Regions from separate parts of the Mus musculus genome. Here regions 2, 3, 4, 5, 6 and 7 are each linked to region 1. A link is a contact called in public Hi-C, HiChIP or PLAC-seq and promoter capture Hi-C data. All regions are on one chromosome and are shown on one strand. Each heading gives the region's core, a stretch centred on a gene start, on an enhancer-like site or on the middle of the called end of the contact. The rest is flanking DNA. Distances are from core to core; before and after follow the strand shown. Region 1 holds the start of Zw10 (zw10 kinetochore protein). Region 2 holds the start of Nkapd1 (NKAP domain containing 1). Region 3 holds the start of 2310030G06Rik (RIKEN cDNA 2310030G06 gene). Region 4 holds the start of 1110032A03Rik (RIKEN cDNA 1110032A03 gene). Region 5 holds the start of Ppp2r1b (protein phosphatase 2, regulatory subunit A, beta). Region 6 has its middle 9.2 kb from the start of Sdhd. Region 7 overlaps Il18 (interleukin 18).

The links. Promoter capture Hi-C pulls out the DNA fragments that hold promoters and counts their contacts. A called contact is a pair of places that touch in the nucleus more often than the background predicts. HiChIP or PLAC-seq counts read pairs in DNA pulled down with a chosen protein or histone mark.
Region 2: a contact with region 1 is called in a promoter capture Hi-C map of embryonic stem cells, with 6 times the contacts expected there. The contact joins the promoter of Nkapd1 here to the promoter of Zw10 in region 1. A contact is called at or near these places in 11 of 39 promoter capture datasets (3T3-L1-derived adipocytes, cranial neural crest, embryonic stem cells and 7 more), 2 of 484 Hi-C or Micro-C datasets (LSK cells and embryonic stem cells), 13 of 115 datasets of contacts at active chromatin or transcription factors (astrocytes, differentiating embryonic stem cells, embryonic forebrain and 7 more) and 2 of 9 other capture datasets (adipose tissue and embryonic stem cells).
Region 3: a promoter capture Hi-C map of embryonic stem cells shows a contact between it and region 1, with 3 times the contacts expected there. The contact joins the promoter of 2310030G06Rik here to the promoter of Zw10 in region 1. A contact is called at or near these places in 8 of 39 promoter capture datasets (the C10 cell line, cranial neural crest, embryonic stem cells and 5 more) and 3 of 115 datasets of contacts at active chromatin or transcription factors (embryonic forebrain, extraembryonic endoderm stem cells and stem cell-derived neural progenitor cells).
Region 4: a Hi-C map of B cells shows a contact between it and region 1, with 7 read pairs. The contact joins the promoter of 1110032A03Rik here to the promoter of Zw10 in region 1. A contact is called at or near these places in 7 of 39 promoter capture datasets (cranial neural crest, embryonic stem cells, erythroid cells and 4 more), 1 of 484 Hi-C or Micro-C datasets (B cells), 3 of 115 datasets of contacts at active chromatin or transcription factors (astrocytes, embryonic forebrain and large pre-B cells) and 2 of 9 other capture datasets (adipose tissue and liver).
Region 5: a contact with region 1 is called in a promoter capture Hi-C map of pre-B cells, with 6 times the contacts expected there. The contact joins the promoter of Ppp2r1b here to the promoter of Zw10 in region 1. A contact is called at or near these places in 2 of 39 promoter capture datasets (liver and pre-B cells).
Region 6: a promoter capture Hi-C map of liver shows a contact between it and region 1, with 5 times the contacts expected there. The contact joins the enhancer-like site here to the promoter of Zw10 in region 1. A contact is called at or near these places in 11 of 39 promoter capture datasets (the 3T3-L1 cell line, 3T3-L1-derived adipocytes, the C10 cell line and 5 more), 2 of 484 Hi-C or Micro-C datasets (LSK cells and embryonic stem cells), 13 of 115 datasets of contacts at active chromatin or transcription factors (astrocytes, differentiating embryonic stem cells, embryonic forebrain and 7 more) and 2 of 9 other capture datasets (adipose tissue and embryonic stem cells).
Region 7: a contact with region 1 is called in an H3K27ac HiChIP or PLAC-seq map of the NIH/3T3 cell line, with 14 times the contacts expected there. The contact joins the enhancer-like site here to the promoter of Zw10 in region 1. A contact is called at or near these places in 5 of 39 promoter capture datasets (cranial neural crest, embryonic stem cells, frontonasal cranial neural crest and 1 more), 5 of 115 datasets of contacts at active chromatin or transcription factors (the NIH/3T3 cell line, embryonic forebrain, embryonic stem cells and 1 more) and 1 of 9 other capture datasets (macrophages).

What each region holds. Positions count from the first base shown.
Region 1 is chr9:49,054,139-49,057,374 of GRCm38.p6, reverse strand. It overlaps Zw10 (zw10 kinetochore protein), which reads right to left and starts at 1,794. Exons shown (of 16, transcript NM_012039.2): 1 at 1,588-1,794. The coding sequence starts at 1,692.
Region 2 is chr9:50,615,921-50,618,767 of GRCm38.p6, reverse strand. It overlaps Nkapd1 (NKAP domain containing 1), which reads left to right and starts at 1,304. Exons shown (of 6, transcript NM_212449.2): 1 at 1,304-1,540. It overlaps Pih1d2 (PIH1 domain containing 2), which reads right to left and starts at 1,447. Exons shown (of 6, transcript NM_028300.2): 1 at 1,170-1,447; 2 at 119-322. The coding sequence starts at 295.
Region 3 is chr9:50,745,196-50,748,107 of GRCm38.p6, reverse strand. 2310030G06Rik (RIKEN cDNA 2310030G06 gene) reads left to right here and starts at 1,581. Exons shown (of 4, transcript NM_025865.3): 1 at 1,581-1,666. The coding sequence starts at 1,635. It also overlaps a transcript of Cryab not described here.
Region 4 is chr9:50,766,340-50,769,583 of GRCm38.p6, reverse strand. It overlaps 1110032A03Rik (RIKEN cDNA 1110032A03 gene), which reads left to right and starts at 1,400. Exons shown (of 4, transcript NM_023483.4): 1 at 1,400-1,726. The coding sequence starts at 1,685. It overlaps Fdxacb1 (ferredoxin-fold anticodon binding domain containing 1), which reads right to left and starts at 1,346. Exons shown (of 5, transcript NM_198675.2): 1 at 1,129-1,346; 2 at 740-896. The coding sequence starts at 1,300.
Region 5 is chr9:50,855,198-50,858,198 of GRCm38.p6, reverse strand. Ppp2r1b (protein phosphatase 2, regulatory subunit A, beta) reads right to left here and starts at 1,275. Exons shown (of 15, transcript NM_028614.3): 1 at 1,101-1,275; 2 at 273-363. The coding sequence starts at 1,214.
Region 6 is chr9:50,593,076-50,596,287 of GRCm38.p6, reverse strand. No RefSeq gene overlaps it. Among named protein-coding and RNA genes, the nearest start is that of Sdhd, 9.2 kb to the left of the region's middle. Within about 2 kb of position 1,292, at least 56 of the 459 cell types and tissues checked have an H3K27ac peak or open chromatin away from gene starts, as enhancers often do. A contact at or near this core is called in erythroid cells and liver, where this site is marked.
Region 7 is chr9:50,568,817-50,571,771 of GRCm38.p6, reverse strand. The region is part of intron 2 of Il18 (interleukin 18); the gene reads right to left. Among named protein-coding and RNA genes, the nearest start is that of Tex12, 9.0 kb to the right of the region's middle. Within about 2 kb of position 1,426, at least 33 of the 459 cell types and tissues checked have an H3K27ac peak or open chromatin away from gene starts, as enhancers often do. A contact at or near this core is called in the NIH/3T3 cell line, where this site is marked.

The DNA.
Region 1 (3,236 bases), core at 545-3,044:
TCATCTACCTAATTACACATAGAAATACATAATTTATATAGCTTAATTTACTAATTTCCATCTTCTGGGTTACAAAATTTTCATTTTAAAACTTCTCAAATGATAAGAGGGCTAGGGAGATGCCTCCAATGGTAAAGGTGCTTGCCACCAAGCTTGATGACCGAAGTTCAACTCCCGGGACCCACACTGTAAAACCAAAGAACTGACTCCCACAAGCTGTCCTCTGACCTCCACACCCACACTACCACACACATGCGCCCACAGACATACACACATGAATAAAATAAATTTTTATAAAGGATTGAGTCTTGTTATCTCCCTTAATTCAAAGCAACTTAATATCTTCTTGAACACGCTGCACGATGTAAATTATGCTTGCCCATAAACTAATTCCTTTTATGTAGGAAAGATACTATTCTCCAAACTGGCCAAAAAACGGGGCTGAAGTGTAATACTTCAGCAGTTACAAAGCATCCCAGTACAAAAGAGAAGACTCAGGAGAAAAGTCAGGCATTTGTTTTATGCAGGAGGCTACAACTGAGATGGAAGAGGTGTGTGTGTGTGTATGTGTGTGTGTGTGTGTGTGTGTAGAAATACATTTAAAGTGGTAAAAAGCTGGAGGTGCAAGGACTATGCCTGCTTGAGGCACAGAAAGTAGTTCTCAGTTGACTGAAGATTCAAACTTATGTATGAAACAAATACTAGTGCAATGTCCTCATCCTAGATCATTAAAAAACAAAAAACCGTAAGCCACACTACAGAAATGCCAGTGGCATGAATACATAAAATTAAGAACTCTAACATCAAAAATTGTTAGGAGCGGGTGGGATGGTGGAGACCTTCCATTTCAGCACTCGGGAGGCAGAGGCAGGCGAATTTCTGTGAGTTCGACACCAGCCAGTTCTACAAAGCTTGAATCCAGGACAACGAGGGCTATTACACGGAGAAACCCTGTCTAGGAAAAAAAAAAGAAAAGAAAAGAAAGAAAGAAAAAAAGAAGAAGAAGAAAGTTGTTAGGTAGCGCCTACCAAGTCCAGACTTAGTGAGGTACACGTCATTTTCAAAGAAAGCCACTGAAGACCTGGCTTGCCAGGTAGCACTAATACGAAGTAAAACTATGGCTGTGAGTTGCATATTCATGCCGGTACCAGCTCATCAGCCCTCAGCATGCCTCAAGTTCCGTGCGTGAAGTAATACTTTTATAAACATATTCAACCAGTTAAAAGAAAATCCGAGGAGAACGACGCGACTTTCCTAGAATTATTACATCCATCCATAAATGAAGGAGTGGGTAGAGATGACAGATAGGGCGGCTGTCCTGTCCTAAGTGGACATCCGGGCTTCCAGTCCCACCTCCGGCTCCGCAGGTTTCTTCAGTCTTCTCCATCAGCGGCTCACTTTTGCCCAACTTGGCCCCACTCCCCACCACTAAACAGCCACGGCCTTTCCTCCTCACAATCCCAGGCCCTGGTCTCCAACCGCTCTGCGGCCGTGCTCCAAACAGCCCCCCAACACTTCTGAGCCTCCAACTCAGGAGGCTCCGCACCCGGCTCTCCCCAGCGGCAGCAGCCTGTGGCCCGCCCTCACCTTGATCTCCTCCACCCGCCGGGTCAGGCGGCTGATCCTGGTGCCCAGATCCTCCTTCTCCAGGCTCCCCGAGTGGGCCAAGACTTCTGTCACGAAAGAGGCCATCGCCACGAAGCGTACCCACACAAACAGGATAGGTCAACCCCGCTGCCAGCGCCGCAGCTCCGGTCCCGCCAGCGGCCTCACCGCAGGGCCTGCCGGGAAACTGAGTTCTACGGGGTCCGGCGCTCGCGCACAGGAGAGGGTCACACTACAGTTCCCAGGAGGCCTCGCGCCGTCAGGCGTCCGCTGTTTCAGTGGCGTCTAGAAGGCACCAAAGTGCGCAGGCGTCATCTGCTCCCTACAGGTTTTCAAACGCCAGTCTGTTCCCGCCGGTTTTTTTCTTCTTGTATTTTGGGTAGGGTTGGGTTGGTTTCGCTAGAAACTGCGGAATGTTTCAGGTAATAATCCTTTATGGCCCTCCCTATACTCAGTAATCTCAGGTTTTCCTGTGAGATTATCTAGCTCGATACTTACAGAATCATCTCGATCTTTTTTGTTATTCATTCATTGGGCTCAGCAGCTAAGTCTACCCGAATTTTGCCCTCTGGAATTGTGCGAGAGAGTGACATAAGTGAAAGGATCCCCACAATTGCACCTTTCTAATAGTGTTTGTTAATAGTGCCTCATATTAAGTATATTGATACATGGATATGGTACAAATTTATACTTAGTGTAACGGTCCTGTAAGTGCTACAGACATTCTTTTATAAAACCTTCTTTCTAAGATACGTATGAATGTTTTGGCTGTGTCCATGGAAGTCAGAAGCAGGCAAGTAAGTCCAGTCCCTGAAACTGGACTTACAGATGACATGAGCCACCATGTGGATGCTGGGAATTGAGTCCTGGTCCTGAGTAAGGGCAACGAGTGCTTCTAGCCACCGGGCAATCCCCTAGAACAAGATTCTTATCACTTCCTATCAGAGATTACAAATAAATTTCACCAAAGGCTTTTTATCGTTGTTTAATTTTAAAGTTTTCAGTGATTTTTTTGGCTCTGTTTTGAGACGTGGTTTCTGTAGCCCTGGAAGGCATCAAATTCATAGCTATCTTCCTGCCTCAGCCTCCTGTATACAGGAATTATACACTTATTCCACTATGTCCAGCTAGCCATAGCTTTTTAGAACTATTTCATTGTTGAAGGTCAAAAGAGTGTTCCGCGAAGATGAGATCACTCGTTCACTTTGCAAAACAGGCTGACCTGAAAGACAGCCACTGGGCATTATTACCAACGTGACACTCTTTGTAGGAGAGGGATGCGTGCTGTAAGAGCATCCTTGTCCCCTTTATACACTTTTTGTTACTTGACCAGCAGAGCAAGCAAGTGTTTTACATAGCCAAATGGAATGCCATTAGTGCAGCAATACCATAAAGTATAAAATTAACAGAGACAAGGGTGCAGATACAGGTAATTCAATCAGTAGGGATTTAGAACAGATGTTATCTGTCTCCAGCATCCTTCCTGGAGCAGGCAATAAAACCAATAAACAAGATGTTTATTATACAAATGTCATCTTTTCTCTTGCTAATTTACCCTTTGTCCTTTTTTATCGTTGATGGCAGGGAAAATTCTTGCACTGAGAGCTTGACCTTTAACATTCTTCAACTGA
Region 2 (2,847 bases), core at 55-2,554, 1.6 Mb before region 1:
AGAGTTTTAGTAAACTTCTCTTGTGTTAAAGTAGCGCTAGAAAAGGCTACTGTATCCCCTGGCTAACCCAGAGTAGTTTTACTGAAGACCTCTCCTTCCTTGCATCAGTTCTACATACTAGGATCTTGGTCTGTATGCAGAGTTGAGGTTCTGGGTTGACACAGAGCTGTTTGCCATCTTTCAACTCCTGCTGAATGAAGTTCCGGTAGCGCTCGGGGTCATTTTCAGCCAAATCATCGAGCATATTCCAGAACTGGGAAATGTGGGTAAGAAGACCCTTTGAGGACACCGTCATGATGGTGATGAGACAGGCCTTTGGAACCTGCAGAGAGACAGGACTTGAGAAAAGGCATGTAAGGTATTTACTGCCCTGTTTCTTCTTTCAGGGAAGGAGGAAGGCTTTTGCAAGTGTGCTGCGGGTCTTAACTAAAAGATTGCACACCCATACTGCTTTATCTTGGCTTTCCTACAGTCTGTGAGTAGAACCACTTCCTAAATTCCTACGTTGTACCTGTACTTCCGTCTGGTCTTCATAAATACAGAGGGAACAGAAAGGACTTTTGTTCCAATAGTTGGATATTGGCTGACTTGGTGCCTTCCAGACCTGGAATTGTGAGGTAGGGGTGTGTGTGTGTGCGTGAAAGAAAGACGGGTAGAGAGACTGGGGTCGGGGGAGACAGATACATAGACAGACAGTATAGTAGTTAAAAGTAGGCGCACTGGAGCCAGTATGCTTACGTTCTTGCAAACTTCAGACATCTATGTTGCCTTGAGCAAGCAGTGTATATACTCAAAATAAAGATGAGGGGGCTGGAGAGATGGCTCAGCGGTTAGGAGCACTGACTGCTCTTTTAGAGGTCCTGAGTTCAAATCCCAGCAACCACATGGTAGCTCACAATTCTATAATGAGATCTGGCGCCTCTTCTGACATAGAGCTATATATGCAGAACACTGTATATAATAAATAAATGAATCTTTAAAAAAAAGATAAGGATTAAGAACACTAATATTTAAAGCTGGAACATTATGTGAGAGCAATAGTCAAAGATTCCGCCCTCCTTCAATCACCCTCCTTCTGCAAAAGAGAAAGTTCCCAATATTTTTAAAAAGAGGTTTAGAGTCTTCAAATTATATATTAAAGTTAGATTAAATCAACAACGAATACACACTTAATCCAAACGTGGGGGAAACGCGCACGTCTTCTCTCAGTTTGCCGACAAACTGCGACTCCGGTTACCATGGTAACCAGTCCCGGTACACCATCTAACTGGGTCCGGAGAGCGCAAAGTAGAGCTGTGTCTCTATATCCAGTTCCGGTTCTCTTCTCCGGGTCCGGACTGGCTCCTCCGCAGGCCGTCCCGCTTGTCTCTCGGGAGAGCGCCGCCTTCCTTCCTGCACCCGTCAGCTTCCACGGCGACCGGCGAGCCCGCTCTGTGGGAGTCTCCGGTGGGAGGGAAGCGTTTCTCCGGAGCACGACTTCCGGCCCGGAAGGAAGCCGCCACCTTTTCTCCCACCCCGCCACGCGAGGCTGCGGCGCACGGTATGGGTGTGTGTGTGTGTGTGTGTTTGTGTCGGGAGGGCGTTGCGAGGGAAGGCCGCCGAGAGCGCCGGGGCTGCGGCGGGGCAGGGAGCCCGCTGACAGACATGGGGGCGCTTTCCCCCACGTCCCCTTGGAAACCTCAAGCTCCCCCCGAGGCACTCTAGATACTTCCTGGGGCCCAACGGAAGGCCGTGCCCAAGCCCTGTGTCCCCATTCTGTCCCGGGAGTGAAAGCGAGCCGCCGGGCGCCGGCCCAGCCCAGCGAGAGCGGGGAATGCCCCGGTCCGCCCGCCCGCAGGCCGCTTTCCGCGCCTGCGCCTCCTCTGGCCTGGGTCCCCGAGAGCGAGCCGCCGGGCGGGCTCGGCTGGGGGAAGGCAGCCGTAGCCTGGGCCTCGGGTGAGGAGGGCACAGTAACCGGTGGGAAGGCTGCGTTTTCACGAAGGACTCGGGTGAAGCTGCAGAGCTGCCTTTCAGCCCTGACTCCTTGGCTTCCTGGGTCGGAGGAGATCTTGTAATGGAGTGGTTCTTCGTCTCACACTAACAGGATGCCTGATTTCCTCAGGATCGAGGGGTGAGTGAGCATCGGGACAGTGGCACCAAGCCCCTGCTAGCTACACATGTGAATATCGTTGTCTTCTGGGTTTTGGAAAGTTCCGTACAGTGTAGGAAACAAAATGTCCTGAGTAGAGATATTTAGGTCATCTAAAAACTTTTTTACAATTCAGTTTATTTTTTTACTGTTGACATACGTGGTGTTTGATGCCTTCAAATCTTCGTGTTTATATCTTTGCAAGCGAATTTTGGGGAGTTTTGAGATTTGATTTCTAGCCGGGACACTAACACACCCGTTGCCTGAGTCCATGCAGCCTGGGGGCAGGTTACGGCTTTAAGGAATTTGATTTTGAGGAGTTGGGGTAGAGTCCAAACTCGGGGATCCCCATAGGTTAAAAGGCCAACCGAAAATGTCTGGGGAATCATATTGTATCTGTATCGATCACGTACAGACCTTTCCCACTTTGGTCATTATTTTAATCTCCATCGTAACATTTACATAACATTTGCATAGTTTTAAGTATTATAATTAATCTAAATACCCTCACTCATCCTAACTGGAAGAGCATGTCTGTTGGCAGGTGGTGGCAGTAAGAAGATGAGTTAAGGGCTGGCCGAGGCCACTTAAGAACCTGACTAAAAAAACAGTCCTATTTTAAAATACACAGGAGCATAGTTTCTATACAAATATTATACTAGTCTAAAAGAGGAATGAGCGCCCTAGGATTGCTTTGTGTGTGCATGGATGTCACCGAG
Region 3 (2,912 bases), core at 332-2,831, 1.7 Mb before region 1:
CTAACTGGGTTGGATTTCGATACAATCCTCTCCAGGCTTTGTTAACCCTCTACACTCCGGTTGCTGTGTTTTAAGGTGTACCGGGTGCTTTTTTGTCTTTTCTGTGCAGTTTCTGGCCCTCTAAAAATCTGGGTAAGATCCTTTAAGCTGCCAAAGAGGTTGGATGGAAGTGAAGCAAATTATGAAGGGCTTTGAGAGTTCTATCCTGTAAGTGATAGGAAATTATTACTGGCTTTTGAGACAGGGACGCAGGTTACAGGATGAAAGGAATGTAGTTAATAGTAGGATACGGAATGGCCTGCAGGATTGGAACATGAGATAGTAGAATACAATGCTTAGCCATCTGATCACTGAGAACAATAGTAGTAACAATGGTTAAGACTTACTGAGGGCGTCCCATGCGTCTGGCCTGTTCAGAAGCTTTGTACACACATACCTCATTCAGTTATCACAGCCCTATGAAGTGGCCACTCTCAGGCCCGTTTTTCCCAAGATGAGGAGGAATTCAGAATCCAGTGTACTCCATGGAGTTCAGGGCTGACTATGAATATTCCAGGACAATACTCAAAATGCCAAGAAAATATTGAAGATCGGAATTGCAGGTTTCAAAGATTTTCTTAGAGACATATTCTCCCTTCTCTCTTTCCTTTCTTTCTCTCTTGTTTGTTTCTGTTTATTTAAGACAGGGTACCTCTATGAATTCTATGAATTCCTGGCTGTCCTGAAACTTGCTCCTGTAGCCCAGGCTGGCCTCAAACTCTCAGAGATCCTCATCCTCCTGCCTCCCGAGTGCCAGGAGGTATACACCATACTCAACCTGGTAACATATTGTCTCAGGGGAATTCATTCAGCTGCCTCATAGTTTCTGGCCAGGGAAGAGTGAATCCAATTTTGGGTCATTGGAAGCAGAAGCTACAAGCAGGGGTAAGTAGAGATTTCATGGTCCTGGACTGGGGAGAGAACATTGAGTGCTCCGTGCCAATCAGTTAGCCATCTGGTTTATACCAGAAAGAGGATTAAGTAATACATTCAGTACTTATGCCTTGGTGTGCTGGAAATCTAGATGGTAAATGGTTAGGAGATATGCGCACATTATTAATTCTAGTCGTGGGAATATGAGAGCATTCCATTTTCCTACATTTCAGGTTCCAAAAGCCTCTAGGATTCAAACCCAAATTGAGGACATCAGAAACTAGTACCAATTACCTTGACAGTGAAACTCAAACCTGAGTGTGGTAGGGCAAACGTAGTGGCCGAGCTTTGACTCCCTTATGGAGGGTCTATTTCAAAGGCCGTGCGATACAGAGAGACACATTTCCTATGGAAACTCAGAGCCCTTTTGTATCTCAGGTTTCTTTATAAATCGAAGCTTGCAGCTTCATCAAAAGGAGTTTCAAATCCCTAAGGTGAGATAACTCTCACCTGGAGCCCGTGTGTCTTCCTGCCCTTTGGCTGCGAACAGTCACTTGGGAATCATTCCACCAGGTGGCTTCCAAGGTCCAACCTACTCGGTTGAAATCTGATCCTGACAGACTTCCTGGGAGCCGTTGCCGTTCGCTCAGCCGGGAACCAGGAAATGCGCAAACCTCTTTATGTCTGAAAACCAGCTGGGCTCCCTGGGAGACACAACCGCCATGGGAAACCGGCTCTGCTGTGGGGGAACCTGGTGAGTAGGGCCGAAAGGTGGAGGGGACCGCCTCCGGTGGTGGATATGAAACCCTGAGAATCAGACAGCCTGGAGACCGTCCGTGCCTTCCTCCACCTGCCACGTCCTAGGTGGAGCAGAGAGCGGTGCCTTAGGACGCTTGGAAAACACAGCAAGCTGGAGAGTGGCCAGAGGTTGGCTGCACCGGTGGGCCAGCCTGGTTTCTCTCTTCTCTCCTTTCCTTCCTTCCGATGCTCTCTCCTTTTTTATTCTTCCGCAGATCATAATAACGGGAGCATTGGAGTGCTCTCTATGTGCAGTCACTTTCTAATCTGGGTTAATTGTCCCAGGTCTTCTGTGAGTGAGTGGTCTTACCGTTGTTCCCATCTTGGCCGGTTAAGGAGCGGAGGCTCAGAGAAGGTAGTGTCAGTCACATGGCTAGTAGCTTAGCAGGTAAAACAAGATTCCAAGCGCGGAGGCTAGACTTCAGGGCCCATACTTTCCTCACTAGGTAATCAGAGATGTGACCATGGATTGAGCAACTGAATTTGGACAAATGTTTGTTTGAAACTGCAGAAGTGGGAAGGAAGAGAATCCACTGGAACTGTGAATATAACTTTCATGCTATTTGCTGTGTGGCCTCATGCAGTCCAGTCAATTCACTGGGTCCTCGATTTTTTTAAAAATATACAGTCCCTATTATTTGTATCATAGGTTGGTTTTAGAGATCGAAAGCTAGTAAGAACAAAAAATACAAAATAAAAACAACAGCAACAACAACAAAAAACCCCACCAAATAATAGATTATTTGTGGTTTTTGTAACTTTCCCCCCAGGGTGTTCACCACCACTACAAACTCCCAAATATGGCTTCATCCTGTCAGCTGCCTCTTAGCTATATGATCCATGTCTGGGTCAGAGTTCAAAGAATACTTATTTACAGGTAAACATCACATGTAGAGAGAAAAGTGAGATACATTGGAAAGCACCTAAAATTTGAAAACAATACTAGACTCCAGTCCTGTGCCTGCTAGTTTATTAATCTAGTTGGTTATTAAACAAATATCAACTGAGCATGTGCTGGGTACCAGGAAGTGACAGATACAGAAGTCAGCAATAAAAGGAAACTTGGATAAACATGGTAGTGAATGCCTTTGATCCCAGCTATTGAAAGGCAGAGGCAGGCCATTTCAGGATAGCCAAGGTTACATAGAGAGACCCTGTCTCAAAAAACTAAAAATAGACAAATAAATAAGACCCTGCCTATA
Region 4 (3,244 bases), core at 151-2,650, 1.7 Mb before region 1:
TCACTTTAAGCTGCTATTAATAGCCAGTTTATAGATTGGGGTGGGAGGAGAAGCAGGTAAGGGCTACACCTGACGACAGTTTTAACTGGTAAGCAGCGAGCTAGGATTTGAACCTAGGCCATGTGACTCTTAAATCCAATCTTGTCGTCATCAAGCTATACTGACTCTTACGATTTGCATTTTTTAAAACCTTTTTGAGGTGGGCTGAAAGATTCAGCAGTTAAGAGCACTAGCTGTTCAAAAGTTCAATTTTCAGTACCCATATGATGGCGACACCAATCAGTACTCTAGTCCCAGGGGAACCAATGTCCTCTAAGGAGGCACACAACTGTTGCACAGACATGCATGCCGACAAAACACCCATATCCATATTTAAAAACACACACACACACACACACACAATTTGGGTAATGGTGCTTGCCACCAAGCCTAGTAGCCAAAGTTCTATCTCCTGGATACACGATGGAAGGAGGACCCGCTTCTGTAAGTTGTTCTCTGACCGCCACACTCATACACACACTAATTTTTGAAAAATAAACTTGCCTTTTCCTTGTAATTTATACTTTAACATCTAGGGTTATACGTAAATCTTTAAGACAAGATTATGGTTTTCTCTGGGTTTTATCTTCTTTCCTCGTGTATTCTAGCAACTTATTTCCCCAACGACAAAGTTTGTGTGCAGTGATTTGGTTATGGGAACCTGGAAACATTTTCTATGCCAGGACTCGTCTTGCCTCACCTCTGGAAAAACTTGGCAAGCAGTTCCCTGTTCTTAGCTACTCCAGCTTTTCGTCCACAGTGCGGGAAGTTGAAATAAATTCGATCAAAATCCCTATCGTCGGCTGGCAAGGCATGTGACAGCTGGGTACAGTCCACACCAAAACGCACTTCGACACCTGGCAAGGTTTAAAGGCGTGAAATAGAGACCAAAAGACGTCTTAAGATCTGTAAACCTGGACAAACACCACCACTCAATGCATGGTTGGGTTGCCAACAATGCAGCCCAGCCCAGACCTGAGCACACACGCGCATCCGCCTGAGCGCCCCCAGGAGGCGCCCTCGAGTTCCCCGCGCGAGCCACACCCTTACGCTCCGGGCGGGCCCTCGGGGCGGGCTGGGACTTGCTACCTCGTTCGCGCAGGCGCTTTAGGTTCTCTAGCGCTACCGGATCTCCCTCCAGAGCCGCCCGGTGCTGGAAGCCGGTAGCGGTAACACTGACGCTGGGATCCAGGCCGTCGATCAGAGAAGCGGCGAAGGAGAAATTCCCCTCCCCGACCAACAGGAGGCGCCGGGGAAGCATGGTCTCCTCCGGCTTACCTGCCGGCGCTCTCCGGGGCGCACATTTCTTACGTCACTTCCTTCGCGTGGGCCTCGTCTCCCTCCCCTCCCCACTCCACCCGGCACTAAGTGATGACGCATCAACAGCTTGTTACCAGGATAAACATTTGGAGCTACTGCTCGGGAGCTTCGAGCGGGGAAGTAAAATGGAGCTCTTGGCCTTGCCCCTTCACCTTTGTGCGCCTCCAAAGGCTCGTTTTCTTTTCAGTACTCGGACGGCCCAACACGGACGGCCCTGAGCGTCTTCGCCATTCTTGCTTGAAGCATAACTGTCACTAACTGAGGGGTGAGACGAGTCCTGCGTATTCCAGAGGCTCAGGACGCTGTAACTGCACCATCTCCTGACATGGCTGTCTCCTGTTCTCTCAACCACTCAACATATCTCCAGGTGTTTATATATCCTATTTTCAAGAAGTAACATTGAACGCCTGTCTTGTTCCATAGCACTGTGAGAGCAACTAGGTGTATGGATGAACTGGAAGTGGCCTGCCTGCTGTCAGATGACAAATGCACACAGCAGAAGAGGCAACTCGAATAGAATGGGGTGTGTACCCACCGTGAGTGAAGGAATTCGGGATACTATGAATGAAGCATACACAAGGGGAAGCCCTACGAAGCTGGGGAAGGGAGACATAGATTCCCTGAAGTTAGCCTGAGCTGAAAGCTAGTTGGGGGAGGGGAGCTCGTTTTAGTTAGGTAAAAAGGATTAAAAAGGCAGAAGGAACAATGTTCATAAAATCATAGTTAAAAAAAAAAAAAAGTTATGTTTGACTGGTTGAACACAGTTGGCCGGGAGACGGACTAGCAGGTGACACTGTAGAGTTAAAAAGGAAGCCAGACCAAATTGAGTGTTTTAACCATTTAATAGCCTAGACCCTATTCTGAGAATATAGAAATATATTATAGAATATAGAAAGCCACTAAATGACAGCCAGCAGGAGGTCTCAAAATGTAAAATGAAAAACTTTGAATTCATTTGAGAAAAAATGAAGCTACTTTATTGATTTGGTAAGGGCTTTTTGTCCTTGACAATCCTGATCAGGTGACCTTCAGAAAAATCAACTTTCCTCCCAAAATCACGTTTGAAAAGACAATCTAGCACTCTAACATTGATCAGATGGGCGTGTCTATCTGGAAGTAGTTAGCTAAAAACTGAAAACCAGCCACCACAATAACCAAGTATAGCCAGCTGTGGTGGCACACACCTTTAGTCCCAGTACTTGGGAGGCAGAGGCAGGTAAATTTCTAAGTTCAAGGCCAGCCTGGTCTACAGAGTGAATTCCAGGACAGCCAGGGCTACACAGAGAGACCCTGTCTCGGAAAAAGGCCAAGTATTCCATTTCTCATTACTAATGAATGATTCCCATCTCAAGAACCCACCCTGGGCTGACCTAGCTAAAGAATACTCAAAAGACCATAAAAAAATGTAAGGATGCTCAAGAATTTGCAAAGAAATATGGGAGAAAGTGACCTATAGACTAAACTGCCATGAGTGGTCCCAGCAAGTTAGAGCACAGACCCCAAACTGTACTCAAAAAGGAGAACTCTCTGGGAAGCTGACTTGTACCACCACCTGTTGTTTGCGGCAGTTGCTAACTTTGTAGTTTTCTTAGTCAAAGGTAGTCTAGTTAACTTGTAAAATAGGACTTAAAAGTCCAGGTGTTCTAGACTGCAGAGATGGCTCAGTGGTTAAGAGCACTGACTCTTCTTCCAGAGGTCCTGAGTTCAATTCCCAGGAAGCAGATGGTGACTCACAACCTTCTGTAATGGGATCCAATGCCCTCCTTCTGATATGTCTGAAGACAGCTACACTGTAGTCATATACATAAAATAATCTTAAAAAGAAAAATCCAGGTGTTCTAAAAACAGCAACCACTATTTAAACTTTGAAGACAATATAATTTGT
Region 5 (3,001 bases), core at 26-2,525, 1.8 Mb before region 1:
GGATCTGTCACTTTCACATGCAGGCAAAACACCAATGCATATAAAATAAATCATTTACAAAGAAATCCATATTTCACATCAATCACCTTCCCACTAGCTACACGGTTTATGTTTGAGTATGTCTGACTATATGTAGCATTTCTATACACCTTGCAGAAGGCAAGGCTCAGTCTAGTACTTATCGCTACTCTAGGTAACAAACTAAGAAAATTAAATAAAAATAGTTTAAAAGCCAATAGAAATGGAGCGTGTATCTTTCAAGGGACACAAACCTGTAAGGAAAGGCAGCAGTTCCGTTCGAGTCCTTTCTACCCCGAGTGCTAGAGCTATAGTTGATAACTTCTTAATACTGTTGAGACGGAGCTTTAAAAACAAAGTGGGAGGGAGAACAAAGCAAAGAGATGATTGCAATTCTGGTCAAAGAAGCAAATAGGTGAGATACTGGGACACAGTATAATGATGAATGAGCCTTTCACTTAGATCTTAATCCTAGGAAAACTCAAGGACCGTTTAACACGTCATTAGCCAGAAGCTATCTTAGGGAGAACACTGAAGGGCCGGGGAAGAAACGAATGAATGAAAACACGCGGACAATGAGAGGGTCTGAAAAGAGAGAACTCTGGATGGAGAGAAGTGGGTGAAAGAAACGGTTAAGCACAACTCCTCCCTTTTCAGGGAAAAGTTCTATCACAACTGATGCACCACTCATCTGGGTTAATCAGCCGCCGCGCTCTTTCCACCCAACCAGCCCAGCTAGTTTGCCCGGGGACGGACACTCCGCATCACTTCAAAGGGAACGGGGGCCGGGGGCCGCTCCTCCGCTCCCGGCGGCCCCGCAGCCCGCCTGCGCTGGTCCACCCGAGGTGCGAACCGGTTCCCCGCCCACTGCCGGGAGCAGATGGACGCCACCACCCCAGAGGGTCGGAGGAGGGCAGCGGAGCTGAGACGGACCACCGCGCACCCGCCGCCCCACGCCTCCGTCCCGGGGCTGAATACGACTCTGCCACCCCGGGGGTCGCCCCCAGGGCTGAGCCGGCCTTTCCGCTTCCCTACCATGTGCGCTTCCGCCCTCGCCTCGGCTCCCCAGCCCAGCCTAGTACCTGCACGTCCTCATTGCGGAGCTCGTCGATTAAAACCGCGATCGGGTAGAGCGAATCGTCTCCATCTCCACCCGCTGCCCCCGGACCGGACCCTGGCCCTGCTGCGCCCGCCATGTTCTTCCTCCTCTGGCTGGTCGCCGCCGAAGGCCCCGTGCCCAGACCACGCCCCGCGCTCAGGCCACGCCCCGCGCTCAGGCCACGCCCCACACACAAACAGGCGGGGCTAAATCCAATCAGCCGGCTCCGAGGAACTGATGGAATCAAGTTTTTTCCCTGCGCGTGGAGGCTCCGGCCTGACCCCCATTGCTGGAACTGGAGGTCTGAACTCCAGAAGAAGGGCGGGCCGAAAAAACCAATGGAACCCCTGCATCCTTTCCCCAGCCGAAAGAAACAAGGGCAGGGATTCATCGTCTCCTTGCTGTGCTCTGAAGGAGACGGGCCTTAATGATGGATGCCGAGCCTCAAGTAGAACTCAGAGACAGGCCAGGAGGAAGAAGCTTTAACACCTCCCCCTCCACCCCAACCTCCACCCCCACCCCCAGGCTTCATGCTGGCCCTGAGCCACTGGGTCTTGGTCTTAATTTCCCCTTGGGCGACAAGCCTCTACACGCGCGCGCGCGCGCACACACACACACACACACACACACACACACACACACACACCTTCCTCTGGCCTGTTTGCCAAAATCGTGGCTGGCTCCTGCTCCTTAAGACAAATAATGAGGGCGGTGAGAGAAAATGAACAGTGCTGTCCAAACTCCCCAGTCAATATTTTTTCCACGCAAGCTGTTCAAAACATGCTGCTCTCTTGTTTTTGTGTTTCTTTTCAGTGTGGTACTGGAATGGCGCCTTCTGTTGTATTGTCTTCTCTTTTTTTTTCCTTCTTTACCAAGAAGCACAACAACCTAACATAACTGGGCCCAGTTTTACTCACCCCAGTTCGGTGCGGGTGTAAACTGGCCTCCCTAGACCTCCAGGAGTCCCCCTAAAGGACTCCAGGAGGAGGTGGGCCTGGGCCTTTTTACACAGAACTTAATGGAAAATGTTCCACTTGCCCTATGGAATGGCACAAAGTAACTATCTCTCCTTTCGACTTAGATATAAGCAACTTAGATTGGTAGCTCTGTCACAAGTTCTCAGATGACACTATTTTGTGCCTTAAGGAAATTGTCATTAATAAATGCAACTTAGGAGGTAAGTTTTTTTTTTTTTCTTTTTAAAGCATGGGATGCCTACTAGGAGATAGCCTTTCATAGTCAAAGCTTGAGAACCAACAGACTTCAGTTTGCGGTTTTTGTTTTTTCAACTTCTGTCCACGAATGAATGCTTGAAGACTCTCGTTTTATTTTGATAATTTTTAGATTCACTTACTTAAGGCATGGTCTGGACTGCTGGGGTGGCTATCTTTTTTAATTACAAAAACTGTGTATATGTGTGGTATGTACACACATGAGCCACTGAACAAGTGTAGTCAGAGGACAGCTTGCGGAGTGGGTTATCTACTTCTACCAAGTGGGTTCCAGTAACTGAACTCTGGTTGTCAGGTTTGGTGACACATGCCTTTATCCACTGAGCCATCTAGCTGGCCCCCAGGGACTACCTGAATCAGCCCTGCACAGGATTTCAGCACCCGTATTTGCGTGAGTTTCAGCACAGCTTTCATTGTTCTGGGCTCCTAAGAAATGAACAGAGGTGGAAGCTAAATGAAAAATATGTTTTTATGCACAAAATGGAAGACAGAGGGTACCATGCAATTACAGTCTCAATGGCTCTAAACAAGGTAAAAAAAAAAAAAAAAAAAAAAAGGGGGAGAAACTGGAGGCATGAGCAGAGCAAAGCCTAGAGAAGCTGAGCTTGGGCCAGCAAGCCCAGACTCCCAAAGCGTGGCTTGGCTTTAGTGT
Region 6 (3,212 bases), core at 43-2,542, 1.5 Mb before region 1:
GGTGCTTACATGTTTGAAATAGACTCTTACAAGCTCATACTGATCTGAAATTCTCTGTAGGTAGACCAGGATGGCCTCAAACTTTGCAATCTTTCTGTTTCTGCCCCTCAAGTGCTGGAGTTACAGTTGTGAAACCACAAAACTCACTTGTTTTGTTCTAGTTTCAAATGGTGCCTTAGTTTGTTGCCCAGGCTAGCATCAAAATCCTGGGCTCAAGCCATCTGACTAGCCTGAGTAGTGGCCTGCCAGGCAGGCTGTAGTTTTATTCATTAAAACAGTGTTATGCCGGGCAGTGGTGGCGCATGCCTGTGATCCCAGCACTTGGGAGGCAAAGGCAGGCGGATTTCTGAGTTTGAGGCCATCCTGGGCTACAGAGTGAGTTCCAGGACAGCCAGGGCTACTTAGAGAAACACTGTCTCGAAAAAACAAAAAACAAACAAAACCCCAACAACAACAAAAAACCAGGGTTATGCCAGGTATGGTGGTAGATGCCTGTGATCCCACTCTCTGCGAGTCTGGGGGATGATTGCTGGGAGTTTGAGGCCAACGTAGACCACAGTAAGTTCCAAGCCAGCTACAGAGTGAGACCCTTACTTAACAAACCCAAAAAACAATAATTAAAAGTAAGTACATCCACAATTGGGAATTAGAACTGAGTTTAGCTTTGTGTGACTTAGCAAATGAGTAGTTCACATAGAATGCCACGGGACGAAAGGGCTCATGATGGGCAGAAACGGGCAGCTTAAGCATGAAGGTGGAGTGGTAGGGGTTAGAACTGTGCTATCATTCGGGTGAGTGCCAAGCTTTCTCAGTCTGTGTTCTGGGTGCGCTGACTGTGAGCCTTGATGAACCACACTGTACATTTCACTCCCGGAGGATGGCCTGGGCGGCAAGGCCGGGAAGGGTTTCCATGAAAGGGCAACCATTTGTATCAGTATGTCAGGCGGCATGATCAGAGCTCACGGGCTTGGAAAAGGGGCCGGAGAGATGGCTCAGTGGGTAAAGACACCTGCTGCCAAGCCTGACAGGGATTCACGTGGTGGGAAGGTGACTCCCATTGTTCCCTGATCTCTACAGCTGTGCTGTGACACACATGAACCACACGCCACTAAAAGGAAAAGCTGATATAATAAAAAAGATACAGGAGGACGAGAGGGCTCGGCAGGTGAGGTTATTTAACTGCTGAGCATGACAGCCTGAATTTGAGCCTCGGGACCCACAGGGTGGAGGTGAAATGACCCACTGTTTACCCTACAAACTGCATAAGCACATGCAATGCAAACAATACATAATAAGTAACTAATTACAGACTACCAAGGCAGAGTTCAGGTGCTGTGGTGAAAGCCTGCCAGCTCCCTGTATGGGTTTTGTGTTGTTGTTTTTTTAAGTGCTGGCTTTCTGTGGCCAGATTCAAAGTGAGCCAGCGTTGGCCTTAAGAGTCAGTGTATAGGCTACACAGTTGGTAACCAATTGGAAGGTTAAACATGACCCAAAGGCAGGAGCTTCAAAGTGACCACAGGGCTAACAGCAAACTGGCGACAGCGAGTGTAAAGTGCAGAGCTCCAAGAAGTGCGGGCTGCAGTGCTTTAGAGACTCCTTCCCCACCACAGAGCTAAAGCGTGAGATGGATTAAATGGTGACAGTGCCATAGGCACTCCAGAGTTCCAGCCACAGAGTGACTGGCCCTCAACTGACTACACAGTGAGCCAAAAAAAGAATTCTTAAGCACTTACTTTTTGTTTGTTTGTTTGTTTGAGACAGGGTTTCTCTGTGTAGCCCTGGCTGTCCTGGAACTCACTCTGTAGACCAGGCTGGCCTCGAACTCAGAAATCCACCTGCCTCTGCCTCCTGAGTGCTGGGATTAAAGGCGTGCGCCACTTATCTTGTATGTGCTCAGATGCAGGGAGGAACACACTCCTGTGAAGGTCGGAAGGCACCCTGCAGGAGTCAGCTCTTTTCACCGTGTGAGTTTTGGGGACCCAACTCAGGTCAACAGGCTCAGAATCAAGCACCTCACCCGCTGAGCCATCTCCCTGTCCCGAAGCCAGATCTTTTTTTTTTTTCTTTAAGCTTTTAAAATTGAAAATAGATTCTTCTCTCATAGACTACATCCTAACCGCAGTTTCCCCTCCCTCCCCTTCTCCTAGCTCTCCTCTAGATCCAGTCCCCCTCCATTTTCTCCCTCCAAGGGAGGCTAGCCAGACGGACAAAACACGCTACAATAAGACAAAGCAAAAATCCTAGTGGAGGCTGGGACAAGGCATTCCAATAGAAGGAAAAGAGTCTCAAGAACAGGCAAAAGTGTCAGAGATACACCCGTTCCTACTGTTAAGAGGCTCACAAAAACACCAACCTAATAGCCATAATGTGTACACAGAGGATCTGATGCAGTTATTTCTTCTATGTGTGTATGCATGCACGTGTGTGCGTGCAGAAGTGTACACACACACACACACACACACACACACACACACACACACACACACACACACACACACACACACACTAAATGCAGTGCCCATGGAGACCAGAAGAGGGCACCAGATTATCTCTGGAACTGGGGCTGCAGAAGGTTGAGTCTGGAACCAACCTGGGTCCTCTGGTACAGGAGCAAGTGCTCTTAACCACTGGGCCATCCAGCCTCCCAAGTAGTATTAGGATGGATTTTCTCCTTGGTTGGCCTGAAAGGATGGGATATTGCTTTCATGCCAGAGGCACATTGTCACTCTGGGCTGCGGAGAAGGTAATAATTACAAGGAATAAAGGCCGAGGGCACCAATTCTCTTTTTGGTGTGTTCTTCAGAGTAGATACAGTCTAAGTATAGCTTGTACTTTTACTCTACTAAGTGTGGCTTTTCTACCTCCGCTTCTATTTCCTCGGACCTCTCTCTCTCTCTCTCTCTCCCTCTCTCTCTCTCTGTCTCTTTCTCTCTCCCTTTCTCTCTCTCACTCTCATGTCCTCGAGCTCCGTTCTGCTTTAAAATAGTTTTATCTATGAGAGAAGGAACTTGAGAGAGGTATCACTGTGAGCACCAGTCAGGATGCTAAAGAGGACATGCACAGAGGAGCCTGAGTCTTGGATGACGTCACTGCACTGCCACGCCATTGCCACACCTATCTGCATCTGCGGATGCCAGTCAGCGCTTCCGCTTCCGTGCAGTCTTGTGTAATAGAGCTGCTCTTCCAGAGTAGGTGATTGTAGGAGGTTCCCC
Region 7 (2,955 bases), core at 177-2,676, 1.5 Mb before region 1:
GGGATACCTGCCTATCTGCATTACTCATGCCACTTTTCACAAGGGCCAACTAACTTATAGAATCAGCCTTGGTGCCCATCAGCAGGTGAGTAGATAAAGATGTAGTATATTTACACAACAGAGTATTATTCAGCTGTAAAAAGGAAGAATTACATTAGAGATGGAAAAATGGCTGAAACTGGAAGTCACCGTCTTAAGTGAAGTCAGCCAGACTCTGAATGACAAATATATTTTTCTCAGATGCAAAATCTAGGTTTAAAAAAATATGAGAGTAGAAGGAAGACTTTAGAAGAAGGAGTAGAAGGGCAGGACTCTAGTGATTCATCACAAGTGAGATAATGGCTCATGTTGTCTTCTCTCTCTCTCTCTCTCTATATATATATATATATAATATATATACATATATATATTATATATATTACACATTTTCAAAAGTGATTTGTCTGGAATACAGTAAACACCAGGGACAAAAATTGGATTTTAAAATGACTAATATTTACTGTAGTGAGTGTTTAGTTATTAGGTGAATGACCTTAGAGAAGGATTCAGTTACCCTAGAAAAACACTCCTATGTGTGGAGAGATGGCTCAATGGTTAAGAGCACGGGCTGCTCTTCAAGAGGGCCCAGGTCCATTCTCAGCACCCACATGGTAGCTCACAACCATCTTTAACTCCAGTCCCAGGAGACCTGGCGCCCTCTCATGGACTCAACAGGCAGTAGGCATACATGCAGTCAAAATATCTGTACATATAAAATAATTTATTAATTAACTACTCCTAGATGGGCCTGGTGATACACATCTGCAGTCTCAACATTGAGAAGCCAAAGCTATAGGGTCACAAATTAGAGGGGAGCCTCCCTGGGCTACATAGTGGGACCCTGTCACAAAAACCAGAGGTTAGAGATGTGGCTCAGTGTTTGGGAGCTTGGCTGGCTTGTACATGGCTCTGTGTAGCCCTTTAAAAATTGGAATAACAGGGCTGGTGAGATAGCTCAGTGGTTAAGAGCACTCACTGCTCTTCTGGAGGTCATGAATTCAAATCCCAGCAACCACAAGGTGGCTCACAACCATCTATCTGAAAAGAGAAACAATCAATCAATCAATCAATCAATCAATCAATCAAACAAACAAACAAAAAAACCCTATGGGCCGGAGTGAGCGGGACAGGAGTGAGCGGGGACAGGAGTGAGCAGGGCTGGAGCAAGAGGGAGAAAGGGAAGGGGAAAAAAAAAAAATTAAAAAATTGGAATATCAACAGAGAAAGAAACAAAAAACTCTTTCCCACAATACTTGAACTTGTTTATCATTTAACCACTCTCTAATATGAGTCAGTTGTGGGTTTAGAAGCTGAACAAAACTTAGCTCCTATCGTCCAGTGACTCAGATGCCGTGGGCAAGACAAAGCATGGCAGAGGCTGGAGGATCTGGTTTGTGCTGCTGTTGGAGGTTTCACAGTGATGTCACCCAGTGCAGCATGAGCAGAGGACAGCCTCGTCAAGGGCAGGGGAGGGCTTAGAGGGCTAGTGACCGGGGAGGAGGGCTAGGGAGCAGGGAGGCTGGGGGACCAAGACTTGAGGTTTCACTAAGTGTGGTCACAGTTCTCAGAAAGGACTGTGTTTCTAAAGAGCCCACGTGCTTCCAGGATTATTTTGTTCTTAGGTAGTAGATGTAATGATGTAACAAGGGCACCATTCTCGGGGTGCTCATGTTGACAGCCATGAAGGTGAATGCATGCCTTCTTCCCACCCACTTCTCAGCACTATTAACCATGCTTTGAGAAGTTCATTCTCCTCACGTCTTATCATGGTGGCACTTTGGTCGCCTTAACACTGTATTCTTGCCTCTCGCTTGTACACCTAGAGATTGTTCATATCACAAATAGTAACAAGGCTCCTTAATACCTTGGTAACATTGTTATCAGATAAGAAAATATTTAAACTGGGGTGTGTTCCTGTACACCAGTAATCACTTTGGGTAGGTAAAGGCCAGGGGATCAGGGTGGAGGCAGGAGGTTCAAGGTTATTCCTAGCTACACAGTGAGTTGTAGTCCAGTATGGGTTTTATGAGACCCTGTCTCAAAAAGGCAAAAAGGAAATAAAGCAAGTATGACGTCAGTAGTGTTATGTAGCTGGGGAGAAGGTTCTGGGGATTTGCCATCCATATTTGGAGACCTGAATTCAATTCCCAGACCCCACATAAAGGTGGAAGGAAGTGACTCCACAAAAGTGGTGCTCTGACTTCCACACACCTGTTTCATGCATATGCACACACCGTGATAAAATAATGCTTTAATAATAGCATTGTAATCCAGAGTGATGGCACAGGCCTGTAACACCAGTTACAAGGGCAGATGAGACAGGATGCCCACTTGGGTAATTCAGAGTGAGTTCAAGGTCAGCTTAGGTAACTTGTTAGAGTTAGGGCTGGGTGGAAGAGCTTCTGAGATATGTAAGCAATGGTTTAACTTACTCCATAGAGACGGGGGCAGATGATTCCACCAGGGCATTGTCTTCCACCCGGCAATAGTGCAATCCCCTTGGCCTAGCAGCTCTGAAATCATGCCACTCTAGGCCAAATGTTTAATTTGAAAATATTCCTATTATTTCATTTTACTTACAAAGTTTAAATCATTATTTTCCTATTACACTATTTAGATTTTGCCTAATTTAGTTTAGAGGACCTTGCAGTGTAGTTCCTTTAATAAGAACCAGGGAAGGAGACCCAGGTAGTAGATCTCGTTTATACAACCTTGATTTCTTTGGGGAGGAGAAAAACAGGTTACATTAGAATTTTAAAAACTCACCTGGGTCATAGCCAATACATTCTATTTGGGGGACAAACCTTAAAATTGTCCTCTATAACCCAATGAAAGAAAGAAAAGAAGGGAAGCCTAAAAACACATTAATCAAAATATATGACTTTCTCAAATATTCTCCTTGCTGGATAGACGGCT